Linked DNA regions of Mus musculus: region 1 is linked to region 2. The links are chromatin contacts, called in public HiChIP or PLAC-seq maps. All regions are on one chromosome and are shown on one strand. The core of a region is the stretch at or near the end of the contact, and the rest is flanking DNA. Distances in the headings are between cores, read along the strand shown.

Region 1 (5,147 bases), core at 252-2,751, 1.2 Mb before region 2:
ACCATATCTAGTTGTCACAAAATTACTACCTGCAACCGAGCTGCCTGAAATTTTAAAAATGATAACAATCCCCAGATTTCCTCAGAGCAGGAAACGGCTTCTTACAAACAAGTTCTAGGAGCACCACAAGGAAATGTCTCTCACCAGTGTTTCCCCTGTGAACAAAAGCACTATAAATCAAACGGGAGGCTCCTCCCACCTCCCACCCCTCTGCAAGCTTGCTTTAGAGTTAGAGCAGGATGGCCACGCCCTTCTGCAGGCTCGAACTTCTGAAGCTTGGATGCCAGGAGTGTGGCTATAAATGCCTATGGGCAGGACTGTCACACCAGTGGTCTAGCCTCATACAGGATGTTCCTGCTTTGACTAGCCATGGGTAGGACCATCATACTAGTGGTCTAGCCTCACATTGGATAGTCCCACTTTCAATAATATGTCTGTCTTCTACAAACATGGTTGAGTCCTGGGCTGAGCCAGGAAGAACTTCAGCCCAGTGGCCTGTGCATCTGGCACAGGGGTCAACTGTGTCACAGCAACGAGCTGGACATGTGTGGTCCTAGCCTGCAGTGGGGCTTTCCTGGACAGCAACACTGTAACCACAGCGGGACCCAGGGTGGAATCCTACTGAACACCCAGGTTTTAGTATTTCTAGCCGGCTGCCGTGGAACATCTAACTAGGAGTGCTGATTTTCTTAAAGAAAGAAAAAAAAATCCAAACATGGTATCTACTGAGAATCCTAACAAATGTGTGAAGAGAAGGATTCTCCCCAAATCCTTTACAGAACAGGTCTCCTATGCACCACTTCCCACCTTGAGCTCTGCTACCCAGAAGCTCTAACAAGTGATCACCGGAACCCACATGCCCCAAAAATTTTTTATCGTGTGCATGTGTGCACGTGCTCCTGTGTGCTTGCAGGAGCACTCAGAGGCCACAAGTGGACATGAAGCCCTTTCTCCCGTTGATCTCCACCATGCCTGCCTAGCTTTTATATGGGTTCTGGAAATCCACACGCTGGTCTTCACACTTACACAGCTGAACCATCTTCATGGGCCTTTATCATCTCCTTTTAATTAGTTCTGGCTCTGTTGAAAACTCTCTGTGCCAACCTCAAACATGTTTTAACAGAGAGGCTGTCTGGATTCCTAATAAGACAGGCTCTCAGAGGGGACGCCCACCACTGTGCTATTGAGCTCTGCTTTCCAGTGTCTTCATGAAGGCTGATGGCCAGGACTTCTGGATAAACTGACGGCACTCCACTTCTGGCTTATCAGGAAATTATAACCTTCAGCCACACTTTTCCCCACACCATCACTTACCACAGAGAAAAGGTGTGGGAAGGCTGGCGCTGACTCATGCACTACTTGAACCTGAGTTTTGTCAAACGCTCTGCCCAGTGGAAACAGCAGCAGTGCCTGAGGGTCTGTGCACTGCGGTGTAGAGACCAGTTCACAATGGATGGATGTGTGTGCAGGGCGTGGTAAGGATAGGGCCTAGCAGCGCTGAGGAACTGCAAAAGGCCACACCCACCCAGGCCATGAGATGTCACAGATCCCAAGAACCCACAGTGTCCAGATCAGCACTCAGGTGACGGGTAATGTTTAACTGTCAGGTTGTCTGCCCTGGGTGGGGCTCCTGGCCACCACTGCAGCCCAGCATGGGGGCTTTAGGGAGTGGAGTGTACAACTGGGGCCTCACCCTGACTTACTGAGCTTGTGAAGGGCAGTGCCACACCCAGGGGAGGAATCTAGTCAGCATCAAAAGGCAAGTAGAACTTTTCTCCTAAACCAACGCTGTGGTGTCCGGTCCCAGGGCTCCACACTGCCCCTGTGCCCGCTCCATTGTATGGCGCTTAAGGAGTCTTAGCTGTTCCATGTTCATCAAGAAGTGTCAACTAAAGAGGGTTCCCCGCAGTGCTTTAATAGGGGTGGCTGGCAGAGCCTCCCTCCCATGCTCTCAGCACAGGCAGACTCTTGGCAGCCATGCTGCTGAGGTGGGCACCTGTGTCTCTGGCCCCTCTTTGGGCCTTGCTCTTCCAGTTTAGAATCTCATCAAGTCTGCTACCACAGTCCAAGGTTGCCACATGCAAGTGAAATGCTCTACTAATCTCTAGTCAATAGTGCCCCACGGACTTCTGTGATGGAAAGAGCAGCTCTGCCCAGCTCCCTCGCCAGTCCAGACAACTCTCCCCTCACCCTGTCTTCACCCATTGTTCACGACACGGCATCCCCATCACCTGCCCTTTCTCGTAACTCTAACTCTGTCCACAGCACTAGCCATGACTTCACCTCTGACGATGCATAAGCAGATGGCTGCAAGCCCTTAGAAACGCTCCGTGTTCAAAAAGCCATGTCACATGGAAAATGGACTCCAGGGTTTACTGCCCACGCAGGTGCTCAGCATGAACAAGCAAGCTATTGGTTGTGTGAACTGCTGTAGACTGGAGCTGCCCACAGTGAGCCGTGCACAGTGAGCTGCACACAGTGAGCTGCACATAGTGAGCTGTACACAGTGAGCTGCCCCTGCAACCAGCCGTACCTGCTGCCAGCTGCACCTGCCAGAGCCATCTGGCTGCACTGAGCTGCACCTGTCTGAGATGCGCTTGCACTGGGATGGAGCTCATCAGACAGACTCCACTGAGACACGGATAGGGAGGCAGAGCCAGGAGGGCACCCCAAAATCAATATCAGCACCCTCAACAGCCAAACCAGGCAGATGGTGCTGGTGGCCCAGGAATAGCGAGTGACATTTGAGTAATCTCAAGTGTGGCCCAGAATACCCCATATTGTGAGGGGGTGTTTGGAGAATCTCCTCACATCCAGGTGAGGGGTTTCTGGTAAGAGGGCATTGAGCACCCTGGGTTGCACTGAGCAGGTGCCAGGACTAGCTTGGCCTCTGTCACACCCAGTCCTGCTCTTCCCTGTCACTGTGCTGGGCAGATGTCAGAGGGTTTGATAAGGTGACTAGGGACCTGGTACCTCAACCCAGGTTATCTGTGCCAATCTAGCAGGACTTGGCCTGGCCCACCGTGTTAGGGATACTTTCCATACCACATGGGAGGGCAAGGGCCCGTTTCTACCCTGCTGTGCCCATGCTGGTTTATGAAGTACTCTCAGGAGCTGACTCCTGGGGTAGAAGATAGGATGAACTTTAGATCATGGACCTCCAGATGGCTGCCCCTCCTTTGCAGCCTGTGATGCTAACAGGCTAGCTCCTAGTGGACTGCCTGTCCTTCCCAAGTGCGTGCAAATCTAAGATGGACACCAGGAGGCGCTGGTCCTTTATGTCCACAGTGGGATACAGTGGAATTATAGCTGACACCCTAAGGATGCTACGTGAGCCTACTGTCAGAGATCACTGCAGCCCTGAATTCCCTGGTAACATCTGTGTCCCCAAGCTCCTGGGGGAAAAGAGTCTTGTGTTCCCTGCCAGGACCAGAACTCAGCCTCAAGGCACAGCTCTGGCTCTAGCTCCAGCAACTGGAACGGCCCCACTTCTCTGGATGTTAATTTGTAACACATTAGTCTGAGATTGGGAATTTAAACTGGCTGAGCAAGTGTGCTGCCCCAAAGAGAATCTGAACTGGGAGTGGGGTGGGGGTGGGCTATAGCCATCGTGACAACAGGCTGCTGGGGGCCTGGATGGACTGTTCAACCTGGGAGCAAGCCCCACTGACCTTTCAGACAGGGAGTGCATCGTGGCCATGTCTGCCCAGGACTCCCACCACCATAGCTTCTTCTGAGCCAGGCTCTCAGACCAGAAGACAAAGGAAATTCAGATAAAGCCAGACTCCACACCCAGACCATCTTTGCTTTGAGCCAGGATGTCTAGCAGGTCATAAGACATTTTTTAAGGGTCCTGCAAGTACCACTCAAAATATTTTGAAATGTTGAATCATCACAAGAAAGTTCTTGAAAAGGGACACTAAGTCCAAAGTCCCCAGAGAGGTGTCATTTCTCCTGACTCACCTGGCTTGTGGCGCCCTGGTGCTCCCCGACGCTTCCTTGATAGTGACCAGAACCGCCGCCCGGCCCCCCGGGACGCACCCTTTTCTGCCATTGCGTTGCCTTCCTGACGGTTGAATGCAGAGGCCCAGTGATGCCTCAGGACCAGTTCAGGTGTCAGCCCAAAGAGCCCTGAGGTTCCCGAGGCCTACAGGCCTTCTTCACTAGGGCAGTCAGAAACTGTGGAGGCACCAGCCACCTGCAGGACACACCTGGGTCCTGAGCTGTCACGAGAAACAGGTGCTGACGTCCCCGGTGACCTTGAATTTTACCAAGTCATGAGAAAGAACGGGGTCAAATGGCCTCCTGGGTTCCCAGCCTCCCCTTCAGTCCCCAAGCCAGAGGCTCCACACCTGCTGCTCTCCTCACAGATGGAGGCCGAGGCTGCAGGATGCCTCCGCTGCTGGAGACCAAGTGAGAATGGCTGAGCCCGCCCATCTGTGCGCTAGTCCTGCTTGCTTCCTTCCTTAGACAGGGGCTGTGTGGACAAGAGCCGCAACTGTCCGGGAGCTGCTCCAGGCAGAAACACCTTCCAGGCTTCAGGAAGTCTCAAGTTCAAACAAACAACTACAAACCAGGAGGAAGGGAGGGGCTGGCTTCGAGCTTACTGAAATAAATCGGGAAGTTTCCCAGTCTGTTGTCTAGCCCTCAGCAGAGGAAACCGTGAGGCGCCCAGCTTGGCAGGGACACTTTCCATGGGACACGCCGAGCCTCCCAAGCCAGCGGCTAATGACCTCTGCCCTGGTGCCCACAGATGCTTTGGAGGGACAGCAAAGGGACAGCACCGGGGTTTCCAGTGACAGCTAAGTTGGGAGCCACCGTCTGACTCCATGTGCTGGGCACATCCTAGGGCCTCAGACCCTCAGGTCTGACACTCAGGCACTTCATCTGAGCACCATGATAACACAACCATGCCAGATAATGAACACGGTCCACAGCCATCTTCAATAGCTTTATCAGTTCAGACGCAGGAGACAGTGTCGAGGGCTGCTGTCAGGTGGGCTCCCCAAAGACCTGAGCCATGCCCCTCCTGCCTCAAAGGTCCACACAAGGAATGGAGCCACATTTGTGTTTAAACGGAACAGTGTTTAATTGGCCTCTGTTCTCTAGAGTGCGCTCAGGGTTGCACACAGACTTGCTCACCACCT
Region 2 (5,139 bases), core at 2,438-4,937:
TGGGCATTATAATGACAACCACCAATGTGCACCATCATTAAACAAGATTATATTGGCACCACTCTACAAAAGCTATTCTTCTTCTCAAAGCAGTGTTCTGGGGGCTTATACTCCAAGGGGTGCCACTCTCCCTATTTCAAATGCCCTATAGACAGGTCAGTGAGAGAAGGACCCCAGCTTCTCACCAGAAACACTGCCAACATGCTTCTATTCCCAAGAATGGACTTGTAATTGTTTTTTTTTTTTCTCTTCCCATTTGAGGTTCGGTAGTAGGACTCAACTTTAGCCCTGCTTGCTTCACACTTCTGTGGTTCTCTTTCCTCCTAACCCAGGAGATACTGGGGTGACCCGCACCCTTTCTTGGATGGTTCACCTCCACTGTCAGCTTATGATTTAGAGCATTCTATGAGACAAACTTCTGGATGTATCTGAGGGTGTTTTCAGAGAGGCATAGTTGAAGGAAGACCTCTGAGAATGTGGGAATGTGGGCGGCACCATCCCCTTGGCTTCCTCCTTTGAACAAGGAAGAGGCTGGAGGAACAAATGCCACGCCTCTCTGGTCCCGACTGACTGTGTGTGGTGCAGCTGCTCCACGCTCTTGCTGCCAGGCCCTCCCTCCATGATGTCATGAACCCACTTGTAAACACCGAGCCCAAATATACCCTTGCTTCACATGCTTTTATCACAGGAATGAGAAAAGTAGCAGACACACCTCAGTTTGTCTTCTTGTTGTTTTTAAGGCAGGGTCTCTAGCTGCCCTGAGGCTGACCACAGTTCTCTCTGAGGATGGCCCTGAGTTTCTGACCCTCCTGCTCATCAGCTCTTGAATGCTGGGATTGCAACCCAGTCTCTGTGATGCTGGAGAGCAAACCCACTTAGCACATTGGAGCAGCACTCTACCGAGAAGCTGCACCCCAGCCTTGCTCCTTCTCTTTAACATGCTTGGATGTCCTATCTCCCTGCCACATGCCATGGGCAGGGCAGTCGCCACAGAGCCTGTTCTCAGAAAGAGGCCTGGATGCTTGGTCAGTTCCACTATAATTCAATCTGCACACCCATGCAAGTCCTCTAAAAGTGTAAAAGTGAGTTAAAAACCATAGTGGGGAGGGGCTGGAGAGATGGCTCAGTGGTTAAGAGCACTGACTGCTCTTCCAAAGGTCCTGAGTTCAAATCCCATCAACCACATGGTGGCTCACACAGCCATCCGTAATGAGATCTGATGCCTTCTTCTGGAGTGTCTGAAGACAGCTACAGTGTACTTACATATAATAAGTAAATAAATCTTTAAGGCCGGGTGTGGTGGCGCATACTTTTAATCCTAGCACTCAGGAGGCAGAGACAGGCAGATTTTTGAGTTCAAGGCCAGTCTGGTCTACAAAGTGAGTTCCAGGACAGCCAGGGCTATACAGAGAAACCCTGTCTCAAAAAAACAAAATAAATAAATAAATCTTTAAAAAAAATAGTGGGGATGGGAAGAGGGACGGGGCACAGAGACTTCACCAGCAAACATGTTAACCACTCAATGAAAGCAACACATTCTGTTTATTTTTATTACATTTTTTATTATTTTAAAACTTTTTAGACAGTATATTTTTGATCGCACTTTCCCCGCCCCAAGTCCTCCCACATCCCTCCCCACCTCCATATCTACCCAACATCATGGTTTTTTCTCCTTACTTCATCTAGAAAAAAAAAAAAACCCTCAAAATCAAAAGAGAAAACCCATAAAACCATAACAATAATAACAACAAACACGTTAAGTCCTTTGAGTGGTGGCCAAGTACTCCTGAGCATGGGGCCTTCCCTGATGCATGGTGCATATAAAAGTGTCACTCCACTGGAGGAAAATGAGTTTTCTCCTCTCTACTGAGCTGCAATTGCATCTCAGTATCAATTGCAAAGAGCTTCCTGGTTAGGGCTTTGGGCCACTTCTCCTTTGCCAACAACACACATTTGAGGAAGACATGTGTGTAAATACACAGAAATCCCACCTGGGGGGTGTAGGAGAGCAGGGTAGACCCGTGATGAGTTTGGGAGAGTTAGTGGGAGTAAAAATGATCAAAACACAGAACATGACATTCACAAAGAATAAAGTCTTTCTTAAAGGTAAATATAACTTTCAGAAAAATAATTGGGGCTGGAGAGATGGCTCAGTGGTTAAGAGCTTTGTTTTTGCTCTAACAGAGGACCTGGGTTCGATTCCCAGCACCTATGTGATAGGTCACAAAGGTATACAGTTCCAGTTCCAGGGGATCTGATGCCCTCCTCTGGACTTCAAGGACACCAGCCGTGCACAGCCACACACAGCCATGCAGGCAGGCAAAACCCCATATGCATATACATTGTTTTGAATTAAAAGAATACATTCTGCCACACCACAAAGAGGGCCCGGGTTGTCTGTGATGTCATTATCAGAGGACACAGCCTGGAGCTGCCACGAATGTGGTGGGAGACTCATTCCTGGAAATCACACAGGGTGCTGCCAGGGAGAAAGCCAACCTTCTCCCCAGGTAAGACTCCCGCCGGGGCCCCTGGAACAAAGAACACAGACATGCGTGGATGCGCCTCCACTTACTGTGGGTCCCATTTACTGTTAAGTGTTAGGTGGTGTGGAGGCCATCTTAAGAACCAGAGCCCCCATGCTGTGGGCTGCTGTGGGCATGTGTGACCAGTTAAAACCAGGGCTGAGCTAAGGATCCTGGGAGACACGGCATTCCTTCCTCTGCCTTTAGGAAAGGCAGCTCTCCCATGAGAGCCTTGTCACCTGCTGCAGGGACAGTCAGAGTCCTTCCTGCACCTGCCTTGCTCAAATCCCTGCAGTGTGGGTGCCCAACACGTCAGATCCCATGTTCTGGAAACGGTATGTCCAGATCTGCCAGGTGCCATGCCACATGGGTCCGGGGAGCTTCTGACACACACACAGGACCTAGACAGGTGGGGACATCTCGATCTGGTCTGTGGCTTTGTCACACCCACTTGGCTCCAGTCCCTGCATGGCGCTTCCTGCTCTCTTCCTCCTTCACTCCAAGTGGACTTTAACACAAGGACCAAGCCATTTGTGATGGTTGCACTTGCCGAGCTACAGCTAAAATCACCTAAGAGGACAAACCTTTGGGCTTGCCTAGGACAGTTTCTAGACTGGGTGGATGCAGGAAGACCCTAAATGTGGATGGTACCACACCATTGGCTCGAGGGGCTTTGACTGAATCAAACCTCAGAGAGTGAGTTTAGCACTCCCACTCTTTGCTCTCTGCCTCTGAACCCGCACACAACAGAACCAGCTGCCTCGAAGGACTAGATCTTAAGAGCTGTGAGCTAGAATAAACCATCCTTCTCTAAATTGCTTCTTGTCAAGTATCTTGTCACAGCAACAAGGCAAGGAACATAAGACACTGTTCCTCTTGTCTCACCCAGGCTGTGGTTAATCAGCCTTCTCCAAACAAGGCGTGGCTTCATCTTCACCCTCCTCATCTTCCTTGGGAACAACCGCATGAAGGATAGACAGACGTGATCCTGCCTTTGCCTCTGAAACATAACTTGGGGAAACTAGAGGTATGTGTGTGTGTGTGTGTGTGTGTGTATGCGCGAGTGCGCGAGTGCGCGTGTGCTGCCTGCTCCTCTGCCCTCAAGGAACAGCTCTGTGGAAAGGCCGCTTTAGGACAGGACAGAGGCAGACTGACCTTGGCCAATGTGTAACCAATGAGATACCAAGTGTTCAGGGCTGGATGAAGCCCAGACTAGAATGCTAGGCATCTCTAAAAGTGAGGCTTGTCTCTGCCTCAGGGCCACAGTTCCTTAACGGTAGTACCAGAAATATAATCTCGGCAGGTTGGGGGATGATAATGAACTGTGTATACACATGGCTCCCCCAGTTCTACTGTTCATTGATGTAGAAATCCTCTTTCTCGCTAATATTTAACTCCCTCCAAACCCCAGAGTTTTCTCGACTTGAGTGAATTTCCTATCTCTGGAACTAGGGGTGTAGAATGGAAGGTCTGACAGCAGAGGGCGCCAGCAGCACACCGGCTCTCCGGGTCTGTCTGTGCTTCGGAGACAGCAGGAGTCCTATGCCTAGTGAAAGACACCCAAGTCGGACTTCTCTGTCCATCTCTGCACACTCCCACCTCCAAGTGTCCCTTCACCCTCTTCACACCCAAGCAGCCCCAATCCACGGGGCCACACACACAAGAAGCACACCAGGACGCACACGCGCATCCTACTGTAAGCCTGTCCTTCTCCCCATCCTGGGGCATGTGGAGAAAAGCAGCCCAGCTTCTCTCCAGGCTCCGCTGCTTCCGTGGTAGGTTTTAGTGGGCTCTAGCAGGCAGCTGTCCCCTCTGCAATGCTCTCGGTATCTCAGTGCCACAAGAGGATGCGGGGAATACAGGCTCTAGCCCGGGCAGAGCTGACACAGCTGAGCGTATAGTAAGGCAACTGCAGGAGAGCCTGGTTAGATTTGATTCCATGTGTCCTGCAGAGTTCTTCAAGTTGCCAGGTGAATCAGGGCTGCAGCCAGACCTGCCGTCTGAGGTATGTGTGTGGTTCTGGCCCCAATTCCTGGGCATTTTTTGCCCACACTGTAACAGACTCCCAGACCTTAGCACAGCTGATCATGTTAGAGGGGTCATTTTGTCCTTCAAACCCATAGGCTCCCAGCATCTGCCAAAGCAGGAACAAAAACCTAACCCATTCACCTGGTCCGTGCTTCCAGGAAAGGCCTTAAACGCACTAACCTTGCTTTTTGGCTTCTGTAATTCTGCTTCTTGCTAATGAAGTTTGACAATGAGTATGTGGTTTTGTGCATAAAAGACAAAGAGCCTTTAACTCTGAAGACACAGGATGGAGAAGCCGCAGGAGGGGTGCTGGGCCTGGACTGAGCCTGCGCTCCTTTCAGACTCCTTTTGAGCTGACATCAGCAGAATTACAAATTCTGAACAAAAGTTGTTCGGTTTTTGTTTTTCCTGTTACTCAGGGTTTCTTTAGAAGCAAGTTATAGAAAATCCTGACCAAGAAGGATTTAAAAAATATATTTTAAATCTCAGCATATGGGAGGCAAAGGCAGGTGGATCTCTGAGTTTGAGGCTGGTCTGGTCTATATAGTGAATTCCAGAACAGCCAGTTACAGCTACACAGTGAGAC

Evidence for each region. HiChIP or PLAC-seq counts read pairs in DNA pulled down with a chosen protein or histone mark.
Region 1: a contact with region 2 is called in an H3K27ac HiChIP or PLAC-seq map of embryonic stem cells, with 4 times the contacts expected there. The contact joins two enhancer-like sites. A contact is called at or near these places in 2 of 115 datasets of contacts at active chromatin or transcription factors (astrocytes and embryonic stem cells) and 1 of 9 other capture datasets (embryonic stem cells).

Annotation. Positions count from the first base shown.
Region 1 is chr8:12,925,550-12,930,696 of GRCm38.p6, reverse strand. The region is part of intron 1 of Mcf2l (mcf.2 transforming sequence-like); the gene reads right to left. Among named protein-coding and RNA genes, the nearest start is that of Mcf2l, 12 kb to the right of the region's middle. Within about 2 kb of position 1,501, at least 21 of the 459 cell types and tissues checked have an H3K27ac peak or open chromatin away from gene starts, as enhancers often do. A contact at or near this core is called in embryonic stem cells, where this site is marked.
Region 2 is chr8:11,699,404-11,704,542 of GRCm38.p6, reverse strand. No RefSeq gene overlaps it. Among named protein-coding and RNA genes, the nearest start is that of 1700128E19Rik, 14 kb to the left of the region's middle. Within about 2 kb of position 3,687, at least 32 of the 459 cell types and tissues checked have an H3K27ac peak or open chromatin away from gene starts, as enhancers often do. A contact at or near this core is called in embryonic stem cells, where this site is marked.